Regions from separate parts of the Gossypium hirsutum genome. Here region 2 is linked to region 1. Evidence: chromatin contacts called from public Hi-C data. All regions are on one chromosome and are shown on one strand. The core of a region is the stretch at or near the end of the contact, and the rest is flanking DNA. Distances in the headings are between cores, read along the strand shown. Region 1 has its middle 28 kb from the start of LOC107926875. Region 2 holds the start of LOC121204556 (ethylene-responsive transcription factor ERF071).

The links. Hi-C and Micro-C count contacts between places; a contact is called where the count stands out from the background.
Region 2: a contact with region 1 is called in a Hi-C map of petal, with 1.6 times the contacts expected there. The contact joins the promoter of LOC121204556 here to the enhancer-like site in region 1. A contact is called at or near these places in 3 of 34 Hi-C or Micro-C datasets (leaf and petal).

Annotation. Positions count from the first base shown.
Region 1 is chrA08:94,521,411-94,524,442 of Gossypium_hirsutum_v2.1, reverse strand. No RefSeq gene overlaps it. Among protein-coding and RNA genes, the nearest start is that of LOC107926875, 28 kb to the right of the region's middle. Within about 2 kb of position 1,647, at least 1 of the 9 cell types and tissues checked has an H3K27ac peak or open chromatin away from gene starts, as enhancers often do.
Region 2 is chrA08:94,567,062-94,570,361 of Gossypium_hirsutum_v2.1, reverse strand. LOC121204556 (ethylene-responsive transcription factor ERF071) reads right to left here and starts at 1,258. Exons shown (of 2, transcript XM_041074569.1): 1 at 944-1,258; 2 at 1-866. The coding sequence starts at 1,118. The coding sequence ends at 160.

The DNA.
Region 1 (3,032 bases), core at 398-2,897:
TTTTTAGTATATTTTATTTTTTTATATTTTTTGTAACTTTATAATTCTTTTTCCATTTTAATAATTTTTATAATTTTTAAAACAATTTTTTGGATTTTTTAATAATTATTGAATTTTTTTATGTTTTAAAGATTTTTAAGGTTTCTTGGATGATGACATCATCATGTGACATGTGGCAACGTATGATGGACTAAATATCTCAACCATTTTTTAAACGTCCAAAAGACTGAATCAAAAACATTTAATAACGTTAAGGACTAAATTAGTAATGTATGATAACATGAGGAACTGAAGTGAGCCAAAAACTTTGAAGGACCAAAATGAAAAAAAGCTTTATACTTCAATGATTAAAGTTTACATTAAGCCAATTTAAAATTATGTATTTGGTTCTATTGGTTACTAATGTTTTTAAGTGATATTTCTTTGTTGCGTAAAAATTGATGTGCCTATAATTGAATGAATAATGTTCAATATAGTTTATATATTTTATCAATTTGATTTTTTTTCTTGAGTTAAATTTGGTCATCAACCTTTTTAAAAGAGATAAATTTGATCTTTAACTTTTTCGAAAAAGTTAAATTGTTTTTTTTAAATAGAAATACTAACTAAAATATTAAATTTTTAAACATGATAGCCCGCATGGCAAGCCACAAATACTTCATAATAATTTTTTGAACTTTTAATTTTTACTTTTACTTTTATTTTTTTGAATTTTTTTTATTTGTGAATATGTTTATAATTTTTAAGTTATTTGTTAATATGACATATAAGACAAATAGTATTATGTCAAAATGAAGTACACATAGATTGCCACACAAGTTGCCACGCCAACATTATTAAAAAATTAACATTTTAGTCAACATTTCTATTAAAATAAAGCGAGTTGACTCTTTTTGAAAGATTAATAACTAAATTTAAAACCAAATTGATAAAAAATATAAAGATTAAAAATTAATTGACATTATACCTAATTGAATATTTATTTTAACTTTAATAAATTTAATCAAATTTAAATTCCATAATTAACTTGATTAGGTAAAAATTTATATAGATTTATAATTGACACGACTTATTAATTCAACTAATTCAAAATGTTTCACTCAACTCTACTTAATCTAAATTAGATTAGAAAACACTCACAAGGTGAGTGAATCACAAATTTTATTTAAAAAATTTATATAAATTAACAATGAAGTTAAAGATTTGAGAGTTTGATATTTTAAGTTCAAATCCCATCGTATATTTATTTTTTATATTTATTATTTATTAATTATTTTTTTTATTTTTTAATATAAAGTTAAATTGTAAGATTAATTCAATCAATATTTAATATTAGTATAGATACTTGCCCCCAACAAATCCACATGGAGCCTAAAACACTGCCAACAACTTTGCCCAATCTCAGGATTAAATAAACATAAAAACTCCATGCCCAACACAATGGCTGAGGTAAAAAGAGGAGCAATACAAATCTACACTACCATATATGAAACGGCCTAACTCCTAAGCCTTTCCTACATGACACGTTTCATTATTTTTTTCTTATCATAGTAAGATTGATTGTAAATTTTTAATTTTTTTAATAAATAAATTGTAGATATTAAATCTTTAATTTAGACATAGCAGAAGGACTAGGTAAAAAGATCTCTCCAGTCTCTCTTAATTTTGATATTGAGAAAATTGGTCCCTCTCAAAAAAATTAGAGCAATTTAATCCCTATTAATTTCGAAAGTAAGTAATTAAGGATAATTAATTATAGTATTAACATTTTCTGTCAATTGTACATAATTTTGATTGGTATAGTTGTTGGATCTGGTGCCTTAAGTATAGCATTTTCATCCAAGTACAATTGTATTTTTTTTAGAACAAATTGGTTTAATAAAATTATCCATAAATTACATTAATACCCTTTGTATATTGTCCTCAATGGTTTTTGTACGCAAAGCAAAATGGAATCAAATATTGGCTTATTGGTTATCTAACATTTAACTAATACTAAGCAGTATTATATGGTCGAATCGTAATATGGAAAGACAACTTATATTAGTAGATGAACCTAAACATATTCTTAGTCTAACCAGAAATAAGCAAACCGGTTGAAAGACTAATATGTTGTCTATCAAGTCCAATCAAGGAGATGTTTGTCTTCAGCATCGGAGCAAATGGCTCTCCGAGTCTAGGTCCTAGATGATACAAATTATGAATAACTGACTAACATATTTAAATTATGTTCTCAACAAATTAACTATACACAATAGTCTATACTAGCACATACATCTTTTAAAATCGCTGCTTAACAACTTCATTTACAATTTTGACTGTAAAACTCGAAGAATTTATAGCTTGGCTAAAACCTCTAGGCATAACCTCTCAGATCACCCCCTCTATACGCATGTTATGACAACCATTCCCTTTCTCTTCCAAGTTGGCGAAATTTAGCTCAACCCTCCACTCAATTTTTGATGGCAACCTTATCCTGCAATTAAGCAGACATTCATAAGCTCAATAAAATTTAGTGAGATTCTACATAACAAACCTATGTCAAAATTCAAAATTAAGGGGTTGAAGGTTTAAAAGAATTTTTCCACTCCTTGGTCAGCCCTGGCATTTAGCAAATTATATCGATAAGGCTTTTGCTTTCCCCTTTTTCCTTACAGCCTACAGTTGACTGACTTCTCCTTTATCTATAGTATAAGTCAATTTCTTTAAGAGTAAGGGTTCTCTAGGGACACATGCCTAAATACACCTTAACCAATTTTCTTTCTCACACAACCTTGAATGGGAGACCCAATGTTGGTCATTGGTTGTCTGACATTTATTTCCTTAGGTTTTAAATTTTTATCGCCCCTATTTCTTGGTGCACTGCCCGCCCCAGGTTAGTCCTTAACAGATTTCTTCTTTTACCAACCCGGGTGACTTAGCCCCATATAACCTTGATGGACATAACCGCCCTTAATTACCCCATTTGTCTACGAATCCTTAAGTATCGGTCCTTGATTAAATATATCCTCTTGTTCAATAAGCCTTAGAAT
Region 2 (3,300 bases), core at 9-2,508, 46 kb before region 1:
TTTAAACACAAACAAATCTGGGAAAATTACATGAAGTTAATCCAAAATCCTAATTATCAACGCTAAACTAAAAAAAGGGTACGAATTCATGACAGAAAATCATTAATTTTCACCCAATTTACAACGCCCAAACGCATTAAAATGTAAACGAATGTCGGCTCACATAGCCGTTGATGTCTCCGGAACAGCAACGCCGTCATCGTCGAAGCTCCAAAGTTCACCGACGACACTATCCTGCGGAGCTACGCCGTTTTGGGTCGGCGATTCCCCGTCCAGATAAGGTATTTGATAATATCTCATGTAATTCTCGTACGCCATGAGCTCCTCAGACAGTTTCTGCACTTCATTGTTTTCTTCTTGAACCCCCACCGCCGACACGGCCTTGTTCATCGGCTCTCGCCGTTTCTCTTCTTCTTCAAGTTCCTCAGCCTTCACAGGGACGTAACAGAGATTCACATTTTGGTCGTCGGACCCTTTATTTTCATCTCCAGATATAACGATCGGGTCAGTTGCGTACCCACCGATTTCATTCAAATCGTAATTGAATCCATAGTTACTGTTTATATGCTGTTGATAAACGCAAGGGCTCGAATTGTGGGTGGAACGGTTCAGATTGTACGGGGTGGAGAAGGAGTCGTCTTCGTTGGGGAAATTGACCTTGGCTTTCTTGCCCCTGATTTTGCGAGCTTCACGGTCGTAGGCGCGGGCCGCTTCCTCGGCAGTGTTGAAAGTGCCCAGCCAAACACGAACCCCTTTTCGAGGGTCGCGAATCTCGGCCGCCCATTTGCCCCACGGCCGTTGCCTTATGCCTCTGTAAAGATTTTTCCTCTGCCTTTTCGGTTTCTTCTCCACTTGTTCATCAACTGCTTCAATAAAAAAAAACACCAATCAGAGGAACCCAAAGTAAACGAAAAGCAAAAGTATGAAGGGAAAAAATGGGTACCTAACGACGATGGCGGTTCGGGTTGGGATCTTTTGAAATGGCAGACTGAGTGGTCGCGATTAGAGCAAAAGCCATTGATTTTCACGAAAGGGGAGTTAGGCCAGATATCGGCGGCGGTCACGCGGCGGCCGCCTTTCCGCGGGATGAACTCAGATATGATAGCACCGCCACACATTTCTTAAGGAAGGGAACTATTTTTGCGGGTTTGAAAAGCAGCGTTGAGTGAGGTAAAAAGGAAGGGTTTAAGGGAAATTTGGAGGTGTTAGAAAAAAGAAGACGTGTTTTATAGCGAATTTTGGAATTAAAATGTGAAGAACGAAGAGAAGAGTGGGGTTTAAATAGGGATGGAAAATGTAAAAAGGTGCGTGACAGTGCATACATGATGGGCCTGGGAACTTTCCTTTTTTTTAATTTGACCTCATATTATTATTTTGCAAAACTTACATCTATCTATTATCAATAATCTCTAACAACATAAATATGTTTTCATATTTTGAGATAATAATATTAATATCAATTGAATTAAGATTTAATTGGCTAATTAAATTCATATTAAATTTTATCTCATTATATTAAAGTTGGGATGTATAATGAAATGAAAATTTTCTAACATTTAATAATTTATGTATTTAATCTTCATTTTAACTTTTTACTTAATATAAAATTTTCAATAAAATAAGTAGGTTGGTAACTACTTATATTTAATGTAGAACTTACTAAATAGATTTTATTTTTATTATAAAAATAAAATAAATTACTTTTTTTAAATGACATATTCAGATTATCATTTCTATCTTTCATCCAAAACTATCTAAAATAAAATAAGATATTATATTAATAAGATCAAAATTAAAATTAAATAATCTTCTAAAACTCAATATTTACTTTTATCAAATAATATAATTATATTCAGTACTTATATTTACTAATTTGCCAAACAATTTTTAATATAGATTCAACACTTATAAAATTTAATTGTAAGAATTCAGTACTTAATGTTTCAGTTTATCGAACTTACCCTTAGCATCACAAATTAAAATCCCCCTAAATTTAGTGTCACAAATTAATTTTTATAACAAATTAATATCATTATAAATTCTGATCATATCTACTCTTTTTGACATAATGCCTAGAACTACCCATAATCCCTCCCCAACTCATAAATAGGAGGATAATACACTTCAGCACACTCGAACCCACGTCCTCCTGCATTGGCAAGAATGCCTCTGTTAATTGCGTTAAAACTCAATCGACAATGTCACAAATTAATTAAATACGAGTATATTTAACAAAATTAGATTATGCACATCTACGACGTGGTTGAAAATTTTATGTAACAAATTTAAAATAATTGATATAAGAATCAAATGTGGCTTTGGTTGAATTGGTAAAAGTTGAGATAAGAGAGATTTTAAGATATGGAGTTTAAATCTTTTCAAGTGTATATATTTTTTTAAATTATAGTAAAGGATAAAAATATCCTTAAAATTATATTTATTACTTTATAAAATATTGAAATTTTGATAATTTTACAATTAAATAAAATTTAATTAAGAATAACACCAACTCAATCTAAATTTTAAATAAAGAGTATAGATATAGATAATAAAAGAACACCCTCAAATTTTAGTATAAAAATATAACTATAAGGACATTTATGCCTTTTCTTATTTTAAAATTAAATATAAAATTAATTCTTTTTAAAAGTTGTCATGCCCTTTTAGGTCTAGCCGTCTAGTCATGTTTGTAATTTATTGTTTTTCAGATTTAATATATCTATTTTAATTTAATATAATTTGATTCTTTTTCTTGTAATATTATAAGTGACTTACATTATTAATATATAAATTTATTATTAAATAAACATGATTAATTTGATTTTTATGTAACTTAAACTATACGATCAAGTAACATTAAAAAAAATTCACATCATTACTTTAATAACAAAAATTAACAGTGTCGTCAATTTAGACCTATTAACAAATATTATAAAAATTATATTTTTGGTACATTCACGATGTGGTGAAAAAAATATGTAACAAATATATTGTTATAAATGATATAAAAACTAATTGATTCTTTGGTTACGATGGTAAAGTTAAACGCTTATTATGCATGGTGTTTCGGTTTCAAATCTCATTCTAAACATCCTCATAAAACATAACTTAATTTAAATATGAAATTGTATTTTAGTGATTTTACAATTGAGGTCAGCACAACTCAATAAAAGACTTAATATATATAAACATAGATACACTGACTAATTTATGCCAAATTAAAGTAAAAGGCTTAAATATAAAAATTCCAATGACTTAACCCATTATTAAATATTTTTAATGGAATAATAATAAATTTAG